3 separate regions of the Gossypium hirsutum genome follow, and regions 1 and 2 are each linked to region 3. A link is a contact called in public Hi-C data. All regions are on one chromosome and are shown on one strand. Each heading gives the region's core, a stretch centred on a gene start, on an enhancer-like site or on the middle of the called end of the contact. The rest is flanking DNA. Distances are from core to core; before and after follow the strand shown.

What was found. A called contact is a pair of places that touch in the nucleus more often than the background predicts.
Region 1: a Hi-C map of leaf shows a contact between it and region 3, with 2.9 times the contacts expected there. The contact joins the promoter of LOC121228098 here to the promoter of LOC107898982 in region 3. A contact is called at or near these places in 10 of 34 Hi-C or Micro-C datasets (callus, leaf and petal).
Region 2: a Hi-C map of leaf shows a contact between it and region 3, with 3 times the contacts expected there. The contact joins the promoter of LOC107948982 here to the promoter of LOC107898982 in region 3. A contact is called at or near these places in 13 of 34 Hi-C or Micro-C datasets (anther, callus, hypocotyl and 2 more).

Annotation. Positions count from the first base shown.
Region 1 is chrA04:81,345,828-81,349,017 of Gossypium_hirsutum_v2.1, forward strand. It overlaps LOC121228098 (protein DMP7), which reads left to right and starts at 1,349. Exons shown (of 1, transcript XM_041111239.1): 1 at 1,349-2,017. The coding sequence starts at 1,349. The coding sequence ends at 2,017.
Region 2 is chrA04:81,264,056-81,267,160 of Gossypium_hirsutum_v2.1, forward strand. It overlaps LOC107948982 (nudix hydrolase 13, mitochondrial), which reads right to left and starts at 1,767. Exons shown (of 7, transcript XM_016883668.2): 1 at 1,412-1,767; 2 at 1,115-1,174; 3 at 943-1,026; 4 at 331-427; 5 at 164-247; 6 at 1-50. The coding sequence starts at 1,019.
Region 3 is chrA04:81,129,575-81,132,454 of Gossypium_hirsutum_v2.1, forward strand. It overlaps LOC107898982 (E3 ubiquitin-protein ligase At3g02290), which reads right to left and starts at 1,306. Exons shown (of 6, transcript XM_041111491.1): 1 at 920-1,306; 2 at 278-360; 3 at 1-62. The coding sequence starts at 56. It also overlaps the pseudogene LOC121228097.

The DNA.
Region 1 (3,190 bases), core at 99-2,598, 220 kb after region 3:
AAATTGTAGATGCGAGTCTAATCTCCTTGAAGTAACAGTGGAGTAAATTGAAGTACTAATTCCTATACCCCTGAAGATGCTGTGGGATGGAATGATGCTACTTAAAAAAGAGAAGCTACTTAAAGAAGAGAAGCACCAAAGAAGTCAAGATTCGACAAGACCAGGCAAAATTGACCCTTTTTAAAGTCTTTGCTCCATTCTCGTTATATGACAATGAGTAAAGAGAAGCAGCTGTAATAGGCCAATTTTGGCCCGAGCCCCAATTATAGAAATGAAACAAGATTTAAACCAAAATAAATAAAGTCCCAGTCTAATTACATATCAAGCCCAAAAATACTACGCAATTACAACCCAAATGCAAGAAAACCCTAGTGGCCCAAATGGCCCAAAAACTAAACTTAGTTTCAGTAAAAAACTGAAACCCTAGCCGCATGCCACGTTGATGCCCCTCTGCGCATGCCTTCGCCACTGCCGCCATCAGCCACTCCGCGGTCACTTGTAAAGAAGAAGCAGAACGCAACAAACACGCAAAGCAAAGAAGACAACGAAGAAAAAAAACAAAATATTTGTAATGGACAGTTTGTATTTTGGCTATAAAAAAGGCCACATTTCCTACTTGTATTTTTTTACGAACACACATCAGAGTAATAAAAAACCTTAAAGGTGATTTGCTTGATTTTTTTTCTTTGTCTGTATCTATTTTTTCTTTTTAAAAAATAAAATAAAAAATAAAAAGAAGAACATAATATAGAACAAGAATTTTTTTTCGAAAAGATATTAGGAAAATATAAAATTTGAGTTTAATAGTAAAATATATTATATTTTTAAAGGAAAATATAAGTTCAAACAGTACTATTAGGAGCAACAACCATAAACTTTAAAAATAAAATATAAAATAAAATAAAAACCCATACCATACATTTTAAAAAAAAGTTATACAGAGATTTTAAATCTATAGGAAATGTGAGATGAGAACTTTAATTTTAATTTTTGTGATAAATTTTTGTTTTTTTTGCCAACAACACAGTACAATACAATTAAAATAAAATAATAATAATAATAATAAAACAAAAAAAAGGGGGATGAAACAGGATGGGAGCCAAATTTGTGAAACTGAGCATCTTTTAATTATCAATTATGGTTTGTAAGTCGTAACCTCCTCTCTCTTATAACAATAAATCCACACCAAATTTACTCATCTTTTGTTAAGAGCTTCCATGCACTTAGTTTCACGTCGGTTTTCATTTCCCTACAAATGCTTATTTCTTTCCCTGCCAATAACCCATTCATCTCATACAACTTTTCTTTTCAAAGAAAGCTTTAAGAAAAGAACAAGAAAATCTGTGTGATGGACACGAAAGCTGTAGAACACAGGCAACCCCTCCTGAAGAATGTGGAAAAGACGGCCCAAGAAGAGTCACGAACCACTTCGGAATTTCCTTTATTAACTGCAATAGTAAAGCAACCAAAGACCAAGAAACAAAAAATCGTGAGAAAAACCTTCAAAGGCACCGCCGTTTTGTCCAAGCTTCTGCCTACAGGCTCAGCCCTTACTTTCCAAATACTGTCCCCAGTTTTAACGAACCAAGGCCAATGCAAAACCCAGGTTTGCCAAAACTTGATGCTAGGCCTTGTGGCGTTTTGTGCCAGCTTGTGTTTCTTCCTTTCTTTCACGGATAGTGTTCGAGATGAAAGAGGCAAGGTCCGGTACGGGGTGGCTACGTTTAGAGGGTTATGGGTAATGGATGGCCCTGTTGAACTGCCAATAAAGGAGGAAAACAAGTATAAGGTCAAGTTGATTGATTTTTTCCATGCTTTGGTATCCATAATGATTTTTATGGCGCTTGTTCTGTTCGATCAAAATGTTGTCAACTGCTTTGGTCTGAAGCCATCAGGGGACAGCAATGAGCTGCTGCTGATGTTATTGCCTGCAAGTATTGGAGCCATAGGCTGCCTTTTGTTTGTTTCATTCCCTAGCAAACGCCATGGAATTGGCTGCCCTCTCTCCAAAAATTAGTCCATCTTCCCAATTTAATCTAGAATGCACATGAGAAATCTTTTATTTTCACAAAAATGAAAGTAATCTTTTAATGTTTCCAAACGTATAATCAACATACCGTCCAAGTCTATGTTGAGCCTAGTAAATTCATTGTCAAATCGACTATTTAAAAATTAAATTTGTGAATCCCAATCCGAATAAGATTCAATAGCTTATATGTCGTGCATTTATATTCGAGTCAAAATCCAGTTAAAATTAAATTGAATTTTAAAATCTTTAACTTATTATTTTTATTATTATTATCAAATGCTACTTAAATTTAAAGAAAATTGTGAAGGATGTAAGAAAACAAAATCAACCTTATTATCTTGATAAATAAAAATTTTTATAAGATGAAATGTTAAAAAATCAGCAATCCTGACTCAATTAAACTACCTAACTATCAATTAATGAATCATGATTGGCACATATTATTTTAAATTGATGTTACATAATGGACATGAATAGAACAAAATTTTAAGACCCTAAATTCGGCCCAATTACATGGCAAAGGCCAATCCAATGTTCTAGCCCTTCACTCATCGTAAGCCTCAATTAAATGTCCATGATTTAGCCCAAATAAAGCCATTTAAGCACATAGTAGTTGAGTCATGTCTATCTCCAATGTCCTTTATTGCCTTTGCTGCTCACATCAGGATTCTCATTTCTAGAGTCAGTATTCTGGTAGGAGGAATCAAGCAAGAATGGGACACTTTCCATCAATAATAATTGCCTTTATTGCCGCCCCATAATTTCCATTCTCCCTTCCAACCTCAACAGTTAGGTCGGATAAGATTTCTTGATTACTATAAATGTAACATTACAATGTTTTTTATATAAGAAAAGTACTAATTAAAATCTTAAAAAAATTATGCACTTTACTAAGAATGTAATCATAAATTTTGAAATTGTTCTTTTAAATAAAATATAATTCTTTTAACTAATTTGAATATTTTTCGGTGATATTTATTATTAAGAAAAATAATTTATTATTAACAAATAAGCAATTATTCTATTTATCTTTGAATAATATTAATTTAATTATTTTAATATAAATCAATTTATCTCATTAATATATGATTAAATTGTGAATAAAATTTGAATATTTCGTATGCATTTGAATTAGAATATTATTAAATTTTAATTTGATAG
Region 2 (3,105 bases), core at 517-3,016, 130 kb after region 3:
CTGTTCTGTTTACTCTTGCTTCTAAACTCCCACACTCCCAATGGTTCCTTCTGAATACAACCAAAATGCTTCCATTATATATTGAAAAACATCCATTTATGTAAAGATTGTCAGTCCCGTCATCATAAAGTTTCTATACAAATTCATAATAAATGAAACCTACATCAGGTATTCCTTTGACTCCGGCTTCCTCTAAGGCCTCTCGACATGCTGCTTCATTAACAGTCTCATCATCTTCCCATCCACCCTGAAAATATAGCTTCACATCAAAAACTTAATCCATATATAGCATCTAATTCGGGAACAGTGAAAAGGGGAAAGTATATATACTTTAGGGAAAACAAGATCATCACGATTCGGTGTGGATATCATAAGAACACTGATCCTGCTGCCCTCAACATCCTTCTCCACTCTGTATGGAATACACCTAAGTAAAAGACACACAACGAATAAAGCGTTATTTGCACTAGTGCGTGTGTTAGGTCATAGCTGATATTACACCACTTCTTAAGATTCCAAACACTCAAATCTTATTCCTGATACTTTGCGTTAGTTTACATCACATTCACACACCACTTAATAATTAACAGGAGTGACATTGACATGCAAAAAATTTAAACATTAAAGACAACTACAGCTACAGGGACAAAGGAAGTAGGAGGAAAAAGTTCCATCTCTGTTTTATTGTATATCACCAAAATTTTGACACAAGCAAAACCATTATCATGTTAATTACAGTAATTTTGCCCAAGGAAAAGGATGATGTTTGCCACTAATTCCTAACACCTCTAAGGAAGACATAAAAAATCCTTTTCACCTGAAATAATGTTGTTACTATCAACACTAACAAAAACTTACTAAAATCACATCTTGAGCTTTAGGCATAACTGACATATGAAGAAGAAACCAGGAAAGAACAGTAGAAAAAATTTTGGGGATTACCCGGCAACAAGCCTCAGATTATCCTCGTACCGTTGTCTGTGTCTCCCTTTTCTTGCTGGTAAGTAAGACATGATCATATATTATCTGCACCATCCCAAAAAGGAAAAAGAAAAGGTTAAAAAAGAAGATCATTAAGTTAAATTACAGAAAGAATTTTAGTAAGAGTACCAACCTGGATTGTTGTTTGTGTGATCAAGAGCTGCATTCAGTGAGAGAAAAGGATACGATGACCCTTTAGGTGAAAGCAACAAAGAATGAGTGAAAACGTTGCCATGCTCTCAGTTTTTAATAAGAAAGAACAGGAAACTTGCAAGTCAATAACGGCAACGCATAATACTGAATCTTTACAATGCTTTTAATTTTTAAAATTTTCACAAGAAACTTTTAAACAGAAAGAAACGCTTGATTGCTCCTTCAACGAAACTGTCATGTTTTACCAGAGAGCAAAAAATCAAAGGATTACCCTTACCTGCTGGCTTTTTGTTTAGTAGTAAAATTGAACTTCCAGGAACTGCTGTTTATTCAATTAAAACTGCGACCTTTTTCTTGTCATCATTATTGAACCATAAACCACGATCTTCATCTTCTTCAAAAGCCGAAAGGAAAAAGGGAAAAAAAAAACAAAAAGATACTAAAAATTATATCGTAGAGCTTCTTTTTTTTATAAGGCGAGGAACGTGTTGCATAATGGAATCATCATCAACATCATCAAAGCAGGCTAGGGAAAGGGCTTTTATTTTGGCCATGTATTTTTAAGTTATAGTACGTCATCGTCATGGAAGGCCCCGTCTCACTCATACTTGTTTTCCTTCAAGACTTGGGGTTGACTTAGGCAAACCCCCATTTAAGTTTAGTTTTGTTATTCATTGGAGATTGTTTATGCTTTTGATAATGTGTATTTTACATGCAAGTCTATAGCAATTGGGGAAATCCTTAAAAATTTATATCCCAAATTATAGCTAGAATTGAAGATTGAGACCATCTCTTCCAAAATCAAAGGAAAAAAAAAGTTAGTTTTTGGCTTTTCACCAAAATAAGAAACCATTGTGCATTAGTATGTCAATTTTGAGGAGAATATCAACCACAAAACAAAATGCCAAATGGAAGAATACAAAGTTCCTTCCCTCTTCAAAAATTGTCGATTACCTATGGTATTATGATATCAGTTAACAGAACTTATTTAAATTTAGGGTAAATTCATCATTAGTAACTAAATTACGGGTATATTTTTCGTTTTAACTACTTAACTAAAAAAGTTACAATTTGATTATTGGACTATTTAAAAGTTTTCATTTAATTCATTGAACTGTTAAAATCAATGTTATATAACTTTCTTTGTTTGTACTGCTTGTATCAATTAAAAAAAATTTTCTCCTTCTCTTCTATGGTCTACACCTTAAAAATACATGACATCATTTGAACTCCACTTGTTGACTTCTTTTATACTAAAAAGAAATTAGGGGCGGAGAAGTAATAGCGATGACCCTCAAAATAAAAAATTTTTAATATATTCCTTTTAATTTGTAAAAAAATATAAATTAATATCCAAATTTTTATTTATTTATTTCAGCCTTAAAACAATCTCTTGATTTCGGTGTTGAATAAAATAATGAATTATTGATAATGTATGGTATAAGTATGTAGATTGTGATACAATGATATTTGTATAAGAATCCAAGAGTAGTTAGTTGCAATGATATCAATCTTGTAATACACGCCAAAGGCGTTTACTTTGAGGTCAATTTTGAAGTAAATAAATAAAGTAACAAGTTGGGGAAATTATGAAACTTGTTAGGAAATAGGCCCAAACGTCGATGTAGGTGCAAGCTTGGGGCCATTCCTATTGTCCACTCCGGTCGGTGATTTTCATGACTGACATCTCATTATTCAATTCAACATCAAATTTTAAAGATCCGTCAATTTCCATTTTTATTTATATATTCATTTAGGCTTTATTCCTAAATTAGCCCCTTAACTATATCTTAATTTTCATATTTATCTTTAAAACTTTTTTCTTTAAAAAGTACCAAAATAAAACAAAATCAAGACTTGTGGAATCTTCTTAGTAGATGTTTTACAATTTTTTTTTAAGTATGGTAAGGTAAAAATTAATAATTTAGATACTATATTTGATAAAAAATTTTAAGTACCAATATAAAAATT
Region 3 (2,880 bases), core at 56-2,555:
GGATAAGCATATTCTTCACAGTCATCACCACATGAACAGCAGCAAAAAGCACCCATTTCTGCCTAGAATGTATATATTTCCGATTACACAATTCTGAAAAAGCTTTCAGAGCTTGCAGAAAAGGTCATAAAAGAATTGTTCACCTTCCTTCCAAATACAAGACAATTCCTATGGGATTAGGGGGAAAAAAGGGAAAAAAAATATTATAACATGAGTCAGGAAAACAACTTTTTGAAATGAACAACAGATTCAGCCTGCTCAAGGGAGAAATAAGAACCTCACTAAACCTTTCGTCACAAAAGAAGCTCAGTTCATCAGTTTTATGACTGTCTCAATTTCAACTCTTTGGACAAAAGTAATCTGATATATAGACAACAAGAAAAAAAATTTAGGATAATGCTAAACAGCAAGAGAACAACAAGTCACCTTCTTCATTAGGAGCTTGATGAATGATATACAATTTGGGTTTTTCATGATAAACAGAATCCTAAAACCACTCCATTTTGTTTTACCATAACCATAAAGTTCCTTTCCAACAATGAGTTAACTTACAATATTGCAAATAAATTCACAAGTTAAAACAAACACATTGAACATTCATTGTCCTTCAGAATGGTGATAAATAAAACAACTCAAATAATCAGCACTGACCGTTCTTCATTACAGACATAAAATCCCACAACGAAATTACAATCTCCTACACTAAAAAAGCACTTTCAAGAAATTTGTTAAGTTCAGAGTCGATAACCATACTTATAAACAAGAGAAACAGGCAATCAGCTATCTTATTTTAGAAGCTATTTCAGCGCAAAGACAGAAACTTTAACAAAAAAAAAAGAAAAGAACATCAATCTGTTTCTCATCGCATTAACAAAAAAAAAACACCAAACAAAAATTAAAGTAATGAAACAATAGTTACCCATCATCGACTATAAGACCACCATTTTCACGACCGTAAGTTTTCTTAGAAAAAAAAAGAATCAGGAAAGTTAGGGTTCCTGTAAAAGAAACAAAGAAAGAGAAAAAGGGAGAGATAGATAAGGGGGGACGTTCCTACTTCTATATTGAAGCAGACGAAAATAGATCCCAAGAGTAAGACAATCTAAGGAGCGGCCTGGGCGGAAGACAAAGATTAAATTTTTAATCTTTTTTCCTGATAATTTAGGGGGAAAAAATAGGCAAAAACCGCGTGGACGGAAAAGAGGTGCTTTGATTGCAGTAGGTAACTAGAAAGAAACGGATTTGGTAAAGGGGTAGAGAATGGAGTGGACCAGCTTATCATTAAGATAATAATGTTAAATCTGTCCAACTGACTCATTGTTTTGCTTTCCATCTTGAATTTGTTAATTGCCGACAGCTTCATGTTGATTGAAATTTATGCTTTAACTCATTGTTGTATTAACTATAATATAAATTAACATAATAAAATGGGTTAATTCAGCACAAGTCTTCAATGTATTAATTGTGCGTTAAAGACTTAGGGTGGATTTGGGATGGTGGTGCGGTGCGGTGCGATGCAGTGTGTTTAGTTTACTTTTTGTCTCATGCTACAATATCGTTACAGTATCTAATCTTATCGTCACCGCTATTTTTATTCTAACTGCAGATAAACGCACTGCTCATCCAAACTTACCTTTAAAATAAAATATTTTAAAGTTTTGAGAAATAAAAATTTCAGTCGAATGTCTTCCAAAATTTGTATAATTTTGCATTATGACCTACAATACCACTAACTAGTTGATGTTAATTCATATTTTGTGTAATTGTCGCTTCCACATCGGAGTTGGATGTAGTGATCAATAACTTACTTGATCTTGCCAGGAAAACAAATAAGATTCTTAGAATCTCGATTCATCAATTATTTTAACAATGTATCGTGTTGTTAGTAATTTTTTACTTAATCAAGTTTCGAAATTCACCTCAAATATTTGGTAGCCAATTAAAATTAATTTATCTCTTAAAAAATTTTATTAGATTATAAAAAATAGTATTTACTTTAGAAGTTGAACTGTAAAATTTGAGGGATTATTTTGAAGAGTACTTAAGTTGAAGATTATATTGGAGGGTTTGATTGGATTAAAACTTTGACTATTTGGGAGGGTAGTTCCAACTTCCATGGGAGAGCAGTTATTTTTTATTTTTTACGAGTCGATTTTAACGATGTAAAAAGGTGTGTGTAATTTTGAGGCTGCAATTATCCTTGGAATGAGTTTATATAATGGATTTATTCTCACCATAGAGGTAGATTGTTGAACTAAGCTGTGTAATTAATCTTGTGTGATTTGTACTTTTTTATTATTTTGGTTATTTTATTCAATTCTCACCATTTATTGTTATAAATATTGTAGAGGTAGTAGAGTATTGTCTAGTATCTTTAATTTTTTTTTGTCTATTAGGGGTGAGTAAAATTTAATTTGATTTAAAAAAATCGAAAAAAATTTTAAATTTCAAGTTGATTGAATTGAATTATTTGAATTATTCGAGTCAACTTGAATAACTCGATTCAGGTTTCGAGTTCGAATTGAGTTAAATTTCACAATTTAAATAAAAATAATTCGAATAACAGATTGGTGTAAATACCTTTTTAGATATTGTCAACTTTGAAAATAAGTAAATTGGTCACTCTCTTAACAAAAACTTTAAAATATTTATAAAAATTTCAAAATTTATATTTTTAAAAAATATATAAAAATTTTAAAAAATATATAAAAAAAGTTTAAAATTTTAAATAAGTTTTAAAATCAAATGATTCAAATTTATCATACTTAAGTATCTTATTTTTTTTATTATTTTGCTCCTCGATTCGGTTCGAAATTTTAACGCACTCGAACACACGTCCTTTTATACTGACAATAATGCCAATATCAATCAAATTAAGAA